Regions from separate parts of the Hordeum vulgare genome. Here region 1 is linked to region 2. A link is a contact called in public Hi-C data. All regions are on one chromosome and are shown on one strand. Each heading gives the region's core, a stretch centred on a gene start, on an enhancer-like site or on the middle of the called end of the contact. The rest is flanking DNA. Distances are from core to core; before and after follow the strand shown.

Region 1 (3,552 bases), core at 807-3,306, 210 kb before region 2:
TTCCTCTTGAACCATTTAAATCCTCTAGAATTGCACACAAACAAACCGTGAGCTCTTTCTTATGCCAATAACTATGAATAGCATGCTATAAAAAATTATAGAAAAACTTTCGATCTATTCATCTTCAATCGTGGCAATACAAAGAACATCGGAAATAAGAAAAAATAACTTGAGATCCGTAGTCCACCTAGCAACGACTACAAGTACTAAAGTGAGCCGAAGGCGCGCCAACATTCATCACCTCTCTCTTGCCAGAGCCGGGACGGGGTCTAGCAGGATATCATGAAAAAAAAATCTTTACTATTATGGATGTTTTTACCATTTCTTATAATGTCACATAAGGGTTGCAGTTTCTACATGAACTGATATTAGATCAGATTCAAGTCCTACAGTTGGTATGAGTACTTGCAATTTTTCTGATATATTTTAGGATTCCCTTGTAAAACAAGTTTGTGGTTTCTGCTACACAGAAGAGGGCATAATAAAGTTCACGAAATGCTAAAGTTTTTGGTAAAGTACATACACAACTATCTAGATTACTTCCTTCTTTCCGGTTTATAGAGCTCTTTAAAAAAATAGATTTCCATTAAAGCTCATTTTACGTGCAATTGAATTTAAAAACTTTGAGTCTCACGCCACATTTAATGAAAATGAGAGAATAAGTGCTCATGCATGCATGCTATTCTATGTGCACCATGCTAGTCCCGTGAGAGGGAGGGTGTTGCACTTTTTGCCCCGAAAGTTGCATAAGTGGGAAGTATTTCATTGGACAATTTTGTATCCACAAATCTCATGTCATCCACTCACAGTGTACCTTGGTTAATCAGATTTCAGATTTGAGCCCTATAAACCAAGAAGGAGGGAGTATTTGCTAAGCTAACAAGAAATTTTCTATTTAATTTTCTCGTATTAAACTGGTTTATAGGGTGAGGCGGCCAATTTTTACCAAAACGACGCTGCATGTCAGACACCTCTCAGTTAAATCTGATACATGTGGAACCCCCGAACTAGATGATACCCAATGCATTGCTATTGTAATTGGTTGCAATTTATTTCAGTGAGATTCGATAGTTTGAATTATAAGTATTCAAATTAATGTCATGGGAACATAATTAAAAATACCAAGGACTTATTAGATTTGATTATGTATGGTTGTAACTATTTATTGAATATATAAGTAGAACAATAGAATGAAAATATGTTTCCATGCATGATTGTATGCGATGGTGAGTCTTTTCTCATGCATGGTTGCATCGTGAGGTGAGCCTTATCATCTTCATAATTATATGATGTTATGCTATACTCCCCCGTCACGGTTTAGAAGACACACTTGAAAAATCTCTGGGACCAAGGTAGTCACCGATTGATTGTGAGATGTAGTAGGTGTAGATGCTAATGCGCCTAATCAACTGAAAAAATACTAGTACTAACGCGTGAGCAGCAAATTAAGAGGGCGCATGCATGAGTAGTACTAGTACTAATTAATAAGAGTAATTGCTTTCGCGTCTTAAACCTTGTCTATTTTAGAAACGCACGTAAATTTAACTGTGCCTTCTAAACCGTACGGAGAAACTACTTGCATGTTAAGATAAATAAGTTACTAACGATCACTCTCTTAGTCCGCTACAACAATGACCTGTTGTGGTCATAGATATTGGCAGTATATATTTTTGGGGGCAGTATTAAATTTGGCGGTATATTTTCTTTAAAAAAAATGCCGACAAGTAGGACGATCTATCTTGGGTTTCCATCGCATGGCTGCTAATGCTATTTTTGTTTGCTGAAAAGAAGAGCCATTTGCTGATTAGCCAGAAACAGAGTTTGTACGCGTGCATCGGAACCCATACGAATAGACCTGATCATAGTCGCGGTGAAAGCTGCGGCACAATCCAAGTGATCGATCGAGCACTGCACTATATGCCCAACACGTTGCAGAACCGGATAAAAGGAAGAGATCACGTCACCACCATATGAACAACATGTACCAGCGCGATTAATTTGATCGAAATCAGAAGGGTGGTGCTAAGCCAATGGCCAGCTTTGCACTCGAGAGCATGGACCAGCTGTGATTTACACATCCAATTGGATCGATGTTAGTGTTGTCAAAGCGATTCCTCACCACTCAAATTGCAACGATTATTTCGAATATATGGAGGAAAAAACATTTTTTTTCGTCAGATGGCGACGAGAGAATCGAAGCGATAAAGAAAACAATTATTATATGGGAAAGGGAAACAAAAGCTGGAATTGATAGGAGCAGAACACTGAAACGTCTCTGTTGCCCACGTGCCTGATTTGGGCAAGTAAGAGGAGGTCACAGGACCATCCCGTGCCTTAACATCAATCTTTGTTGGGACTTGATATACGATCGGATCCCTTGTAAACATGTACGGTATGGCCACTTATAGCTATTGGCAAGTCTGGTCACAATGATAAGTATTCCCCTTAGTCTCGCAACTAGGGTTTTAGGTTCCTCCGACGGTGCTGCTTGGGGAGAGTTTTGATGTACTCTCTCTCAACCTTTTCGTTGACAAGGTGCTTGCACCCCGTGCTGGCCGACGGAAGAACGTGGGCGTTGCTGTTTTCTTTCAGGAACCTAAGGGTTTCTGTAAGAAGGAGGTCTCGATGGCGATGCCAGGGGAACCCGATAGACTTGACCATGCTAATGAAAGGGTCAATGATCTGTCAAGTCGCCTGCAATTCTGTGGAAGAGAAGTTCTTTTGGGAGGATGAATTAAAGGACGAAGTGGTGAAAGCGAAGTGGCTAGCAATTGTCAAGGTACATACTAACAAAAGGTTTAGCCCTTCTGCTCTCTGTTCTGATATGGGTTCTGCTTGAAACCCGACGAGTGATGTACACTCGAGAAAGATATATGCATGAGAATCGATGAATATGGGGCCGTGACTGTTTCAGAACTAGGGATTGCTCATGGAGGAGTATGATGGATTTACGAACTCAAGAACAATTGTTCTTGATTACTTTGTGGGCTTCTTGGGTTACCCGATAATTTTTTGATCCCAAATGCTATCAAAGGGATGTGCCGTAAGACAGGTAAAGTCTTCGAAGTCCAGACCACATTACCAACGGGATTTTCTAGTGACTATGTTGAACCAAGATTCATTTAATTATCTTCAATAAAGGGGTTGTATGCATCGTGCTGATGCAGAGATCGGAGGTTATCCTTCTTTTCTAAAATGAAAATAGAAAAATGAATGTAAACAAATGCTGGCCAGGTATGTGTTGATCACGAAAATGATGAAACTGAGTATTACCAAGTTTAATACGAGAAGCTGCCAATTTCCTGTGGCCATTGTGGACTGATGGGGTACTGGTATCAAGAATGTGGTACATGTGAACACCATATCCTAAGCTTAGGCCCTGTTTGGAACCCCAATAGATTATGATAATCTGAATTATGAAGATAGATTATATAATCTGGTTTATGAAAATAATCTAGGTGGACATGTTTGGAGGCGAGATTATATAAACTGTGATTCAGGTTTTACATTGCATAATGACCTGTCTGCCCTCAGTTTTTTTTAAAAAAGAAG
Region 2 (3,944 bases), core at 685-3,184:
CGCATGTCGGGTGTTTGCACCTGCCACCATACTTCTAGACGTGTCAGAGGGCCCAGCCCAAGACCTGGTAGCATTGCCACCCCCAAGTACCCCGTCCCGTCTAACCCTGACACTGTTCCGACTAAAGCAAAAGCTACTGCTGAGGCCCCCTTTGTTTGGGCTACAGATTCTTGAGAATGAGTTGTGGCTTAGATTCTAAGAATCAATTATGATTTTGGATTTTGAGAATCTGAAGCTCGCTGTTTGTTTACTCTGCTGTAGTAAAACGACAAGTGTTGTGAAATGTCCAAAATGCCTGGAATGTACAAATGGTCAACAAAACTTGCAAAAACTTGTCACATTCGTCAAGCAATTTATAAATCTTCTATTCATTCGTTCATACATACATACACTTTCTGGCGGGGATCATGCGCACATGAACTGTGCGAAAGTTTCCATCAAAGAAGAAAATGGGCATCCATAGATAAACAACAATTGTGGAAAGCGTTGTGGTCTCTTAAGGTTGCACCTAAAGTGCGAGTGTTCCGATGGAGGGTCCTATGTGGTATTCTACCGAACGAATGCACGCTCAAGTTTCGGCATATTCGAGATGCAAGCTTATGTAAGCTCTGTCATGAAGACTTACAACACGCCCTCATTCACTCCTCACACGCTCGAGGTTTTTGGGAGGAAGCACGCCAGCTTCTGGACATCATACTCCCGCGGCTTCATCCATCAACTTGGGCCTCTGATATTTTATGTGACCCAAGATTCTCAACAAGAGAACTATCAACGATCATCTCTGTGATGTGGTCCATTTGGACTTCCCACAATCGGTTGACGCATGATGGAGATAAACTGGACCCGACCATCTCGGTGAGGCTCACTCGAGAGTTGCTAGCCTTGCTTGATATCCCCTTGCAACATGCGACCGTTCTTCCAGGTCATGGTTGACGCCCTACAGAACCAGCTCAGATCAAGATTAACTCCTAGCTTCCTGATCAGCAGCCTTCTAGCTGACTATCCAGCGAACCCCTTCATTTAAGTAAAGCTCATGATTCCATGCAAAAAAAGGAGATGCCGCATAGATATGGTCGGATGCCGTGGATCGATGGTCGATGGTGTGGAACATGCCGCAGATTGATGACGTCGACGGAACAAGCTACGCCGACGGCTAGGCCATCGTCATAGATACGACCCGGATCAGGGAACGACGCGGATCGATGATGTGGCACCCCCGCGGATTGATGATGTGGACAAAAACATCTACAACGTCGGGTCCGTTAGGGCCATGGGCATACGCGTGACGGCGTCGATATGGCATTGAACCGTTGAGGGTCGTGTCCGCATCTATGCCGACGACCACCGTATGCGTAGCCGTAGCTATGCCGACGGTCACCATATGCGTAACCGTAGCTATGCCGACGGCCCAACATACGCCAACAACCATCGTAGGCATAGAGGAAGGTACGCCGACGGTTTATGTACATCGACATTTCTTCGGGGGCGTCATACGTCCATGTATGCCGAGGATAGGCCGTCGGAGTCAACCCTTATTCCGGTAGTGGTGGGTTTCATGCTTTGGAAATAAGCACCTAATTCGTCGACTCTCTCCGAGAAACAATCCAACCGGTCGACATCAATATGAACCCATGTTTGTTACTTTTGCCTTTTTCTCATGCAGCTTACCTGCAGACGGTCGTTTTTTTTTCTTTACTGAATTCCAGTAGGCGGTCAAAACACCGATTCCCACGAGGCAAACGAGACGACATCTTGACGTCGTCAATTCCCATGACGCGCGGTGTGCTACACAATTCCACCAGTTACGTACGTGGACCAACAGACCATGGAGTTGCTCTTTACTTAAAGAACGCATATACACGATTAACCACACCACACCACACCACACCACACCACAGACATACATACACGATTGCCACACACGATCTTGGCAGTCTGTCACCCATCAAGGCATCAAGCACGCATTGCACCTGCATCAAAACGTCGCCGTCAGTCGCAGCCGGTGACGCGCGCGGCGAGATATACAATACATGGCCCTCCACACACCTGACCCACCGACGACGACAACAGAGATATACGGCAGAAGGTTGCCGGTCTCATTTGGCCTGTATTATTTGAGACAAGAAAACCTTCTGACCCTAGACCATAAACTAAAACCCAATCATGGAAAGCCGGACGATTTTACTCGAGTCGAATAATTAGCCACCAACTCAAGATTTCAGAGTCCCCACGAAACTGCCTCGGCCTTTCTCTCTCCTCCGTCCCCCTTCCGGCTACAGGTAAGGCCAACTTCACCGCGCGATCCCATTTTGTCCGCGCGTATCCGTTTGAAGTAAAACGGACAAAACAAACGACCCAGCGCACGGGAGCAAACGGACGTTTGTCCGTTTTTTATCCATCCCCGGCCCAACTTTATACCGATTTTGGGGTGAAACGGGCAGCGCGCGGACGGGCGGGATGCACGCTCGTCCGCCCCTGGCCCGCGAGTCGGTGGCACAAAGTAAAATCCACCCACGTCCCTTTTGGCGCCATTTCCCACCAAACCCTCCCACTTCCCGCTGTCTCCCTCTCTCTCCCCCGTCCATGACCGACGCCCACCCGAATTCCGGCGGTCCGGCCGTCGACCAACCCGAAATGGCCAAGAAGAAGAAGGCCAACGCACCAAGGAAGCCGCGGGCGGAGTGCACGCTGGAGGAGATCGCCAAATTGGGCGCGGAATCGACGAAGAGGAGGAACCGGAGGGCGGCCGTGAAAGATAACGCCGCCGCGCGCGATGCGATGGAGGTCGCGTAGCGCAAGATCGAGGTCGAGGAGAAGGAGGCCATCGTCAACAAAGCGCACGCCCTCCTCATGCTTGGCATTTGTCGTCCGGGCCGGTTTCTCTACAGCGGCCGTCGGCCCCGCGAGCGCAGGCTCGTCGGTCGCCCAGTCTCCGCACTGCCAGTCGCCGACGTCGCGGACTACGGCTGTGTCGCCCGGCTACCCCCCGCCAAGTCACGACGCCCACACCCGTTTCTCGGGGTCACCGGACGTGAGCGTGATCACGCCTTCCACCCCACGCCCCTCGGCCTGCATCGACCTCAACGTCGCACCTGGGTCCAGCAGCGGCGGCTAGGTGTCCGTCGAGATGCAAAGAAAGCAAGCACGACCGCCGTTTGCGGGCACCATGTCATCCCCCGCGTCCTGTTCGATGAAATGGCAACACCAATGACACCGGTCGACGACACCTATGACCAGTTCATGGAGGACGTGATCTACAACGGTGGGCATGTCCCTGCCTACGATCCCGACGAGACCCAAAGTCAGGATGGCCGCGCCCAGTTCGTTGCCGATGAAGAGGCCGACGACCGTGCTGACTACGACCATGGTGACTCATGGCATGGAGACGACGGCATCTATTGCGAAGGTGATGGTGATGAAGATGAAGTCAATGACATTGATATTAGTGGTGAGCCATTGTTCATCGACGAGCTCACCCAAAGAGCGGAAGCACAAAAGAAGAAGAAGAGCATTCGCACGGATTCATACACCCAAGATGAGGACAAGCTGATTTGCAACTCTTGGATGGAGATTAGCCAAGATCCGAGGACGGGCGCGCAACAAAAGGGCCTAGTTTTTTGGACGAGAGTCCACAAAACTTTCCATGAAAGGAAGATGTTTTAGCCCTATCAATTCACAAGCGACCGTGGCATCACCTCGATTCAAAAGAGGTGGTTGTTCATCCAACAAGAATGCAACAAGTATTGTGCCGCATTGGATAGCATTGAAGCACGACCCGTGAGTGGCCTCGGCATTGGGACATGGTATGCTCTCCTCATCCTAGTCCTTTCCTTGCTTCGGCCTTGTATATGTTTGCATGTTCAAATTTTTGTTGATCATGTGGTGTAGGCATTTCAATCTTTGGAAGCATTCAAGGTCCGTCACAACGACAAGCCATTCACGCT

What was found. A called contact is a pair of places that touch in the nucleus more often than the background predicts.
Region 1: a Hi-C map of leaf shows a contact between it and region 2, with 3 times the contacts expected there. The contact joins two enhancer-like sites. A contact is called at or near these places in 4 of 6 Hi-C or Micro-C datasets (leaf and seedling).

What each region holds. Positions count from the first base shown.
Region 1 is chr4H:452,926,810-452,930,361 of MorexV3_pseudomolecules_assembly, reverse strand. No RefSeq gene overlaps it. Among protein-coding and RNA genes, the nearest start is that of LOC123448922, 100 kb to the left of the region's middle. Within about 2 kb of position 2,056, at least 1 of the 3 cell types and tissues checked has open chromatin away from gene starts, as enhancers often do. A contact at or near this core is called in leaf, where this site is marked.
Region 2 is chr4H:452,713,236-452,717,179 of MorexV3_pseudomolecules_assembly, reverse strand. No RefSeq gene overlaps it. Among protein-coding and RNA genes, the nearest start is that of LOC123448920, 17 kb to the right of the region's middle. Within about 2 kb of position 1,934, at least 3 of the 3 cell types and tissues checked have open chromatin away from gene starts, as enhancers often do. A contact at or near this core is called in leaf, where this site is marked.